2 separate regions of the Mus musculus genome follow, and region 1 is linked to region 2. Evidence: chromatin contacts called from public capture Hi-C data. All regions are on one chromosome and are shown on one strand. The core of a region is the stretch at or near the end of the contact, and the rest is flanking DNA. Distances in the headings are between cores, read along the strand shown.

What was found. Capture Hi-C pulls out chosen DNA fragments and counts their contacts.
Region 1: a contact with region 2 is called in a capture Hi-C map of bone marrow-derived macrophages, with 7 times the contacts expected there. The contact joins two enhancer-like sites. A contact is called at or near these places in 1 of 115 datasets of contacts at active chromatin or transcription factors (bone marrow-derived macrophages) and 1 of 9 other capture datasets (bone marrow-derived macrophages).

Annotation. Positions count from the first base shown.
Region 1 is chr14:120,753,139-120,759,258 of GRCm38.p6, forward strand. No RefSeq gene overlaps it. Among named protein-coding and RNA genes, the nearest start is that of Gm25781, 43 kb to the right of the region's middle. Within about 2 kb of position 3,938, at least 7 of the 459 cell types and tissues checked have an H3K27ac peak or open chromatin away from gene starts, as enhancers often do. A contact at or near this core is called in bone marrow-derived macrophages, where this site is marked.
Region 2 is chr14:120,321,881-120,327,441 of GRCm38.p6, forward strand. Mbnl2 (muscleblind like splicing factor 2) reads left to right here. Exons shown (of 8, transcript NM_207515.2): 2 at 2,914-3,532. The coding sequence starts at 3,359. Among named protein-coding and RNA genes, the nearest start is that of Gm52122, 4.4 kb to the left of the region's middle. Within about 2 kb of position 3,356, at least 114 of the 459 cell types and tissues checked have an H3K27ac peak or open chromatin away from gene starts, as enhancers often do. A contact at or near this core is called in bone marrow-derived macrophages, where this site is marked.

The DNA of each region.
Region 1 (6,120 bases), core at 2,688-5,187, 430 kb after region 2:
AATCTAATGCACTAAAAAGACTTTAAACATCAAACATATGGAAAGGATAGTCCTTTAGGGAGCAGAAGAAGGGTTGGAAATCTTTGCTGTCTCGCTGAGTGTTGGCATTTTTTTACCATGAGCATGGGACACATACCTCACTGTGGGCATGGAATACATCTCACTGTGAGCATCGAGCACTGTCTCACTGTGAGCATGGAGCACTATCTTACTGTGAGCATGGAGCACATATCTCACTGTGAACGTGGAGCATGTATCTTGTGGGACAAAAGTGGAGTCCAGTGTCACTCGAGGCTCCAGCCACTGGGCAAGGCGGACGTGGGAAGTTTGCACAAATTCCATGGCACTGCCAGGCTGCAGAAAGCCGCAAGACCCCGCTCTGGGGGTGAGAAAGGCTCAGTCTGGGGTCCCCGCAGACCTGCAGGAGTCAGGCTCCTTGGGCACCACAGACGCCAATGGGTACCGCAGAAGAGCCAGTTCTGGGGTCTCTGGGCCACATGGAGATCAGGGACGACAGGTTCTCACTCTCAGATATCCCAGATGCCACTGTATGTCAAGGAAGAGCTGAGAACAGAGTGGGAACCCTCGGGTGGACTCTGGCCCAGGGGCCAAAGGGAAAAGGACAGGAAGGAGAGAGCTCCACCTGGTTTCCACGGGGACCAGGGTGTCTGGCTTGCTCAGGCAGGCAGCTTGGGTTGGTGGAGACTGTGGCTGAGAATGGAGGAAGGCCTCCTGGTGGGAGGTTAGACTCACAGCTCTTTAAAGGGAAACCTGCTCCATTACCCCAGCATGTCGGATCCCAATGAGAAGAGGTGGTCCATGGTTTTAAGGCATTTATTGTAGAAAGGCAGAGAGAGGGAGAGAATAGGGAAGTAGAGGCCAGCCATGACCACATGGAGGGGGGTGGGGGGGAAGGAATGGGAAGAAGGGAAGCAAGAGGGCAAGAGAGGAGCAAGAGAGAGAGGAGGGGGCAAACAGCCCCTTTTATAGTGGACCAGTGAGTCCAGACAGAATAACAGGAGCTTGGGGCATTGCCTACATGACAGATGGCCATACACCTCTCTGCAAAGGGGCTGTGGGAGGCTGTAGCTGTGACAGGAGCCAAGGGCCTAGGAGGCGTGGCTGAACACCTGCCATTCCTTAGGGTCACTGGGGTTCCAGACCTGTGCTTGACTGGGAACCAGGCTGTCTGTGCACAGCTCACTGCCCCACAGTATCTCACTGTGAGCATGGAGCACATCTCACTGTGAGCATGGAGTACACACCATTTTAACTTTGATTCTAACTTGTTCTACTTTGATAAAGTTAGTCATGTCCTTTTAGAAATGTCATTCTGGACCAAGTCTATTTCTGGAACTCCTTAATAAAGTGAAGTAAATAATAAATATAAAGCCAGGCAGTGGTGGCGCACGCCTTTAATCCCAGCACTTGGGAGGCAGAGGGAGGCGGATCTCTGAGTTCGAGGCCAGCCTGGTCTACAGAATGAGTTCCAGGACAGCCAGCACTACACAGAGAAACCCTGTCTCGAAAAACCAAATAATAATAATAATAATAACAATAATAATAATAATAACAATAAGTGTAATAATTACCCAATAGAAGGGACAGATCTCATCTGATGCTGAGACAATTGGAAGAATATGCTGCAGATATGAAAGTACCTTAATTCATCAATTTTTTTGGAGGGGGGGGGAGACAACATCAGCCAAAAACTCATGACCACATGAAGGGCTGAGTGCAGCGAGAAGGAGCAGGGGCTTTGGCTGGGCTCGTTTCCTCCTGCACAAATGTCTAATGGAGGCCAGGAATGAACTGAGCTTCTGGAAAGACAAATGTTGGAAAGAGGGGGACAAGGAAGTAAGGAAGCAGGAGGGTAGGGGATGCAGACACCAGATCTGCGGAATGCTCTCCAACACGGGCTCTGTCCCGGGGCTTCATGTTTACATCATCCGTTTCCACAACATCTTCTGAGTGATGATAAATGTTCCGCATGCGCACGATGTCCCAGACATCGTCCTCAAAGCTCAGTCCTTCCTTCTGTCCTATGCTGAGAGACAGCGAGAGTCGTCATCACCAACATTGTCTAGGTTCCCCGTGTCACTGTGAGGATACTGAATCACAGAGAAGGTACAGACTGCCCACACCAACAGGAAGGTGGGACAGAATAGGCCCCTTAGCAATCTGGTCCCAGAGTCTTCAACACTATGCCGCTGCTACGTCATCTACAGAGGCACTTTTTCACTCTCCTGGAACCAAATTGTGCCTCTTGCAGAAAACTAGTTCAATCCAATATGAGACAAAGACTTCTAAGAAAGTACCAAGCCCGGCATAAAAGAGCCTCCCGCACAAGGCAGTGAATTCCCTGGCATGGAGTCTTTCACAGATAAGCAGCCTATTTCAATCTGCAATCCCCACATCCGCCTTCCTCTCCTACGTCACTGTTTCTACGCCCATTCTACTTCAGCCAATCACAGTCTACCTGAGCTTGTGCTTCTGTCCGTGTTCCTCTAGCAGACTACAACCTCCATGAAAGCTTGAGTGTTTCGTATGATCGTTCACAGCTGCACTCCTATGATCTAATCTGTGACACGCGATAAATATGAGCTGAATGAATCCCCCAGTCAATGAGAGGCTGGACTCTGACCTCTATAGTCTGAGCCAGCTCTAGGTATGAATGGTACGCTTGGCATTAGAGACTTTATCCTCCCTCTTCCTCCTCCTCTTCTCCAAACCCCCTGAAGAAATTCACTTACCCAGTGAGCTTCCCACAAGCCTCGGGTGTGAGTGTGTGTCCCTTGTCACACACTTGACAGACTAATAACACAACTTGAGAAACTTGGAGCTGCCTTCAGCCTGCCTGCTGTCTGCTGGCAAGTTACCCAGCCATGACTGGCTATTAAATCTTAATCACAGCCTTCACCTGCAATCAGGAGCTTTGATTAGCTCTATTCACAAGCCTGTCAGGTCAGAAATGAGGAAGCAGGAGGAGCAGAAACATCAGAGAAAACGGTCATTGAGAACATCTTGACTTATCCAGAGTGGCCATTGCATATGTCCTCGGCCTCCAAGTGACTGCACAGTGGGACTCTATTCTTCTGCAGCCAGACTTCTCTCTATGTTGTGAGCCACTACTGGTCCCCGCTTCCACAGGGAAACCTTTGCCAACAGAGGATCCAACACAAAAAAGTCAAACAGAGAGTGAACCTAACCAGGCAGAAGGGAATCCCCTACTCTTCTGTCATAGGGGCAGCCTAGGGCAGATCTAGGTCTGATGCCCCCTTCAACAGGCACATCCCACACACAAACACTGCTGCATGAGTCTAAACAAACCTGACGCTCTGGGAGACAGCAGTGTACTTAAGTGTCAATGAGGAGGCTGCAGCTGAAATTCCATTCAAACCTGTACAGTCGGACCCAACACCATCTGGCATGCATTTGCTCTGTGTCATGACTGAGAAAAACAACCCCTGGAAGAATAAATCCTTCACGATATATGAACCTGATTGATTCCCATCAAGTTCAATAACATCCACAAAGACTCTCAGTTGTAATAAAATCGGAGAAGCCCCCTCATCCAAAAAGGATGGGTTTCCAAGATACCCTAAGGGACGTGAAAAGCCATAGAGGGTACTGAACCCCGAATGTACAATCTATACCTATGATAAATTTTAATTTGTAAATTCAGAATAATAAAAGATTAACAGCTAATGATAAAATAGAAGAATTACAGCATTATACTATAGCAAAACGTGTTATCCACATATTAATTTCAAAATGAAAAGAAGTTAAACATAAAAATCATGAGTTTTGAAAGCTCTGAGACTTTAACTTCCATTTAATATTTTTGGACCAAATCAGAGAACTTAAACTGTGGGAAAGGAAACCATGAATGTATGGGGTAATTGCATAATCTTTGGGGCATGAAAACTGATCATTGAATCACAAGGCAAAGTAATGACTTAACCAAGGTCCCAGCCAGAAGGGGCTGAGGAGCAGCTGAACGCTCATCTACAGAGATTTCCAAAAGCTCCGTCAGAAAGTAGCTTTGGAAGAAAGCCTAGAGAAGAAAGAGCTGAGGAGATGGCTCGGTGGGTGAGACACTTGACACTCAAGGATCTTTGTGTGGCTCCTGAGCACTCACAGAAAGTGTCAGCCATGGTCTCAGCACTGGGAGACAGAGGACAAAAGGTTCCAGGGACCCATGAGCCAGCCAGCCCAGCTAGACAGTGAGCTCTCAGTTCAGTGGAGTGAGAGAACCTGTCTCAAAACAATAAGGTAGAAAATGACAGAGGAAGATACCCAATGTCAACTTCTGTCCACACACACACATGTACACACACGTGCATACACACATGTGCACACACATTCACTGACACACACATGAACACACATACACAGACACACACATGCACACACACAATTGCACACAGATGCATACACAAACACACAAGTGGAGAGAGAGAGAGAGAAGAATGTCAACAAGAAGATTGGTCATGAGTCTAAAATGTCCCTCTAAACTTCTCAAATATTCATTCCCACACTTCCATTTTCCACTAAGATGTGTTGGACATGACTCAGTTCCAGCCCACCATCTGCCTCTTTGCTTTCCACAGAAGTCATAGTGGGGTGGGAACAGTGAGATCCCACATGCCCCCATGGTTGGTGAAGGTGTGCATAGTGCACATTGGTCCTGACAGGCTATGTCACAAATGGTCAAGAGCCACAAAGCTTTGGTGATGGACCCCGATTGCCTCCCTGTGGGAAAGATGATGATCTCCACTGTCAGTCCCTGCCATGAGATGTTTTCACAGGCTAAGGCCAAGTGACACTGTTGGGGCAGGACACCCTCACACCTGGATTAACCCTAAAGACACCCGTTAGGACCTAAGGCTTACTGTGCCCACAAACACCCGCCCTGAGCATCAGGTTTTAACTACATCTTGCTTGTGTTCAATTTCCCAGCTCAAGGTCAAAGAAGCTGTCACTGGGCTGCCCGGGACCCAGCCTGCTGCTTTCTCTACTGCTGTCTACAGGATCTATCTTTAATCTGAATGACTGAAGAAAAGGCAAACAAGCTCATGTCTGCTTACATTTATTAATCGGCTCTTCAGCTATAACACTGTCCTCTCTGATTGAACAAATGTTAAGGGCCCTTCTCGTTCCATTTGAAATCAAGGTAATGCTTGCTCAGATATCACAAGCACTGTCCAGAGCAACCTACCAGAGCGTTATGCAAGGCCCAGGCATGGTGCCTGAGGACACCCAAGGGTTTATGAGCCTGTCTTCTGAGAGCTGCAAATGCTCTGATTTTTCTCGTATTCCTGCATGACATTGGTTACATTAATGTAAATACGCCTTTGGGTTGAGCTCCTTGTGAGCAGCCACCTCCCCAGGTTTTGCTCACATTTGCATTTCCGTCTGTAGTCATGCTAGAGGCAGACTATGCATTCATCAGAGGAGGGAGACTCACCCACAAGTGAGGCACCTATCGCTAAATGAAAACAACGTGGCTGTTGAACCGACTCGCTGTACAAAATGCGGGTTTGTCACGGTTTACACAGCAGAACATGGTGAGAAGAATGGATTAGCCACACAGCCCGTGGGTGTAAAGGCACAGAAACCATATTATTACTAAACTCAGGTGGTGAATCGCTGCTTAGTTCCAGCAAAATAATGTTATCATCCACAACCAACTGGCGCCAAGTACTCATTGTTTAAACCGATCTTTGTGTTAGCTCTATAAATCTTATCGTAATGAGCTGTTTTGTAAGAGGCATAAGTGTAAGAATGTTATCTCTGGTTTTACATCTGCGCACACATAGGTCACATGATAAAAGTTTCTGAAATGTCTTAAATAAAAATATGACAAATTGTGTATTGTCCTTTTGTTCAAATTTGACAAATAATGAAGTCTAATATCTTCTCATTTGTCTGAGTTGGGGTGAGCTATGTCAATAAACCTGGGCCTGCGTGTCACAGTGTGCTAAACAGTCAACATTAGGAACAAGATATCCACTCAAAACTGGGGACAGGATACCTACCCAACACTGGGAATGAGATATCCACTCAGTGTTGGACAGGATACCCACTCAACACTGGGAACAGGATGTCCACTCAATA
Region 2 (5,561 bases), core at 2,106-4,605:
TGGCTTCTGTGAATAAAGACTATTGAACCTTTATTCTTGCCATCTATGAAGGAATGCCTAGGTTTGCCTATTTCTGTCCTACCTAAGAATCCTGGAGATGGGGCTCTGCTGCCTTTGAGGACAGCATGTCCCTCATCCCAGTCATCTAGAAACCTGCCTAACAGAGAGCTTTGCATGATGTTTTCTGAGTAGGAACTGACTGTGTCTAGAACGTAGTCTGAGGCCCCTCAATCGCCGATGCCCTGTCTCCACTGATGAGCAGAAACATTTCTTGGCTTTTGCTTCCCCGGTCCTTTGTTCTGCACCAGGTTTGGAGGTGGATTGGAGGTATTGAAGCTGCTGCAGGTCTGGGCCAGTTGGTGAAACCTGATACAGAGTAAATTTGGTTATTAGACTCATCTTCTTAAGCTCGCTAGCCTAAGCTACTTGATGTTGCTGCTGTGAACACACACTGGCAAACAGACAAGCAGGAGCCTGCCTAGCTCCCTCAAATATCTTATAATTGAAGTCAGCGATGTGTCCCAGCTTTCATCGTTGTCCATTTTCCTGAACGCACACACGTGTACAACTTACACTAGCACATTCACAAACAAATCGGAGAGCGATACAGGTGAAAAAGCAGTTCCCAGCATCCCAATTCTTAATCAAGATAAATAACCAAATAAACCTACAGGACACCATTGTGGTCCCTCCCTCCCCTGTGAGAGATGTAACAGCTTTCTCCAGGATGGAGGAGCCCAACTGCAGAGACGTCTGTTTGGCTTGGTCTGCTTAGGCTAACTGATTTTCACCAAGGCAGGGACTCACTTTTTCTGGGAGCAATTGTAAACCACTTTATGACTGCCCTCTGAACTTGCTTGGTACGTGCTGTTTTGAACCACAAATCAGTGTCACTAAGTGATGGGATACATTCTGATAAACTCATTCTTGGGTGAGCCCATTGTACAGTGTCATCAGAGGTACTCTTGCAAGCGAGCCCAGATGATGTAGGTCAGTCACTTGATGTGACCTCTTGATGCAATCAAGAGTTATGTTAAACAGTTTGAGACTGACGGCTGGGAAACGTGGCATTCAGTGTACAAAGAGAGCATTCTAGAATGACCTGTGCTGCAGTGGATACAAAGCCCAGTGGCAGACTCTCCCATCATCAAGGGTTAATGCTGTACTTCCACGTGACAAGCAGTGTTCTGGACTTGTATGTCCAAGATCATCAAACCTACATACTTCCTTCCACGTGACAAGCACTTTAGTGTACTGGGCTTTTATGTCCAGGATCTTGCAAACCTATACACTTGCATGTGACAGCCAGTGTAGTGTACTGGACTTGTTTGTACCAGGATCATATAAACCCATGAGAAACACATCACACTGTAAAGTTGTGCTTGGAAGTTAAATGTAATCAAGACCTCATCAAGCCACAGGAACCTTTAAGCCCCATTCCAATTTGATGACAATGTCTTATGAGTCACTGATAGAAACCTCCTTAAGGGTTTAGCATGACTAATCTATTTCCAGGCTTCATGAAGTACCCTTGGCTATAAATTTTTAGAAGGACATCAAGGCTTACATACAATGTCTGCAAATGATTAATTTACTTTTATTTGTGTTTATCTTTATAATGTTCAATTTTAATGTTACTAATTTCATGATCTTTGAAGAAGGAAAACAGCTGAAATCTTCTGTTCTTAGACATCTTACAGTGTGTTACAGGCATGCCTTTTAATCTTCACATTCTAAATAGAGTTTTTTAAAGTTCATTAACATTTTTAAACTTCTCTGTATGAGGGGTGTGTGGAGGTCAGAGGTCAGAGGACAACTTCCAGAGTCAGTTCTCTCCTTGTACAATGCGGGTCTCAGAGATCAAACTCAGGTTGTAAGACTTGGCAGCAAACATCGTTACCCACTGACCCATCTCCCAGCCTGGAGAGGATATTGGGTTGTGTCTCAACTAAAGCTAAGCTGAACCTGATGGACGTTAACTTGCGTTCATCAGATCCTAAGTTTAATTGGTCAATGAGCACTTCTTGGGATCCTAATAGATGCCGTGAACTAAGGCATCTGGGTGGCAGAAACTTCAAAGAATTGTCCTTAACCTAACAGTGTGTTGCAGGGAAGGCAGGCACCAAGCAAACAGCAGAAGCAAAGAGATATTGAGAGTTCAGAGAGCAGATATCAGGAGGCCCGGTCTATCAACCCCAGCATCAAATATCTGTAAACTCAAAAGAACTCAAGGAATAGAGAACCCATCCTTCACCCAAAATAATATCTCCATTTTGTAGGAGAGACACATCCCTACAGTTGTTTATAGCCTTCCCAACAATAAAATCAATGACCTAAATGTGAAATTAATTGAGAACCACATTTCTAATACACTGTTTGGTGATTAAGCACATTAGATGGAATTGTTTCAAGGGCCTAATTACTGTGTCTGCCACACTCATCTGTCTGAGTCACTCCTAACTCTTGGAGTGTTGCCTAGATTAGTCTGCACTGAGTGTGTTGCCCCTTCCCCTTTCCTCCTCCTCCTCCCCATCCTCCTTCTCCTCTCCCCCTCCTCCTCCTCCTCCTCTTCTTCCTCCTCCACTTTGTACCACCTTCCTTGTGATACTGAAAGCTCTGAGGTCTAAACCATACTTCCACAAACTCTATATCTGAGCTTAGTGGACAGGTCAAGTGTTTGATTCCTCTAAGTACAGACGACGCAAGTCGATGTCATACTGTTTTGCAGGTTTGTGGTTTAAAGTTGTCCCGGAGATCACTCTCATTGGCACCAGCCCTCAGGGAGTCCTTCATGTGTTTAGCTCTTGGGGTTTTCGGGTTTTTTGTTTGGTTGTTTGGTTTTCGTTGAATGTACTTTTCCCTGACCCTTTGAGTGAATGAAGTGATCTGATTTTGCTAATCGTTTAATTTCAGAATTTAAAGAGGACGAAGGAAGGAAAGCGCCATCCTGCTCAAATACAAAGATCTAAGAGGGTTGTTTTCCCACATCCTCCAAAGCTGTGAGCATTAGAACTAATATTTTCCCAAAGAGTGCCATCGTATTAAAGCCACTTTATTAAGGAGGGGTGTATCTGCAAAACAGTCAAGAGACTAGAACCCTGGGAGCCAGAGATGACAGTGAGCACGCACTGCTTGTGGCTCACAGTCTTCCAGTGGGGCCTATCGATCGGTGACTGACTTCCTGCTTGCTGACACATTCCCCCTCCCCGGTTTCCTGGATTGGACTGCATTAAAGAATTCACTGCTTACCTTCAAACTTACATGTTGGAGTTTTCACGGCGGTTGTTTTGAGATCATTGAGACTCGGATTGATTTCGACATTTAACCGAAAGGAACAGAGCCCAAAGTAGTTCTCATCATGGCCTTGAACGTTGCCCCCGTGAGAGACACAAAGTGGCTGACGCTGGAGGTCTGCAGACAGTACCAGAGAGGAACGTGCTCACGCTCCGACGAAGAATGCAAGTTTGCTCACCCCCCCAAAAGTTGCCAGGTTGAAAATGGAAGAGTAATTGCCTGCTTTGATTCCCTCAAGGTAAGATGATCATTTTACATGTCGCCTCCAGCTTGCGTAGGGCTCTCAAGGAGAGCACTGCATTGAGCTCTGCAGGGTTTGCCGTTCAGATCGGTTCTGTCTTCCTTGTGGTGGCTACTGGGAGGTTTATGTTGTCTTTTGGTTTGGTTTTCACTGAAACTTATTTATACTAGGCATACAAAAATTTTTTTTTCCATATCTGTGTTTAAATTAAAAATACATGGTGGTGTATTTCTGGTCTGGTTTGACATTCAGGTGCCCAAGAGTTTCAAATCAAAGTCAGGCCTTTGACAACGGCAGTAAACGTTTTATTAACACATGATCTTCTCCGGGTTACATGAAGGTGAGGAAGCCGACCCTGTCACTCTCATGTGCCAGTCACTCTGACTCACATCTCAGTTCCTCTTCTTGTGGCTTCTGTTCTTGACTAGAGCCTTCCTAAAATGCTTCCTGGGGGTGGGGGTTCATTCTTTCTTGAAAATGTTTTATGGCTGGCAGAAATTACTGAGTGTACCCTCAAAGTTAGGTTCTTGAAGGACCTCCTCTCTGTAAGGAACATCACGGAGGAATCCAGTGTGACTCAGATGTCCACTTGATGAGCTCATGTCTGGAGGGAAAGTAGGGCACAGTGACAAGTAATTGTGGTGCAGGGAAGAAAGACAGAACACTTCCATGGGAGACCTCAGAAGAGAGCTGGCTTCCACCTGACAGGAATGCTTGTGGAGGCTGGCCTGCCCCAGTCGTATATTGAGTTGGGTAGAGTTTGGGTTGAAGAAATGGGAGAATTCAATGAAAAACTATGCTTGGAAGAAGTGGGATGGGTTGGCTGAGAGTTCTCTGAGGTTTACTATAACCCTACAATTATGCTGCTTTGAATTCCAGATCGGCTTAGGTAGTCTTAAGGGCGTTGTGATGGCTAAGACACTTAGCTTGATGTTTTTGCCTGTGAAAAACTCCAATATGCTTACCAATTTTAAAGCATATTACGAATGCTTTCAATTTCCTTTCTGAGAAATCATGGTGCTATGAATGCATGGACCCCATTCTCAGGTGTTGAAGAGACTGGGTGCTTAAGGTGATTAAATCATATGTGGAAAATTATGTCTCAAAGCAGGGAAATAATTCAGTTTGCAAAGGCCTTGTGAGGACCTGGGTTTATGCCTAAAACTCACATGAGGAAATAAAAGGAGGTACCCGGTCAGTGCTTGGGAAGTAGAAGAGGGGCATGCCTGTGGCCTGGTTAACAGGTTCCAGGCCATGAGAGATGCTGCTTCTATGGAAGGTGGATTGCATCCAAGGAACAACACTTTGAACCCACATGCACACCACAGACAGACAGACAGACAGACACACACACACATACACACACATACAATCCACTCTCTTCTCTCTCACACACACATGTGCACAATGTACACATGTATACCAAACACACCACATACACTACACACACACATAAACCATACATATGCTCACACACATACACACAGTCATACACACACTCACACACATACCATACACATTTTCACACACCATATACAGGTACATATACACCACACACACACACACACACACACACACACACACACACACACACACACTCACAAACATGAACACACACCATATACACTGGAACACACATATACACAAATTATGTCTTAAAAGACATAATTCTAACTTATCAATCTTGTAAATATGTCTTCAAACCAATGTTAATATTTGCATATCTTGAAAAAGGAAACTCTGTCTACATACTAAAAGCAGAAGAACCTATTTTTAGCCCAAGAGAAGAAAAGCTTGGGAAATCAAATGGGAACTCCATATAGTAAGCTACCACGGTTTTAGACCCTTTCGTCAGAAAAGGCTTTTCTGACTAGACTAAGCAAAAGCTAGACAGATAACTCATAATTGATCTGAACCGTAGTAATTTAAGTCCATTTCTGCATTTTTTATTTCCCCTTTCGTTGAGAGAGGAAAGGCAATCTGAACTTACCTTTTCACCCCTCACCAATGGAAGTGTCCTGTAAAA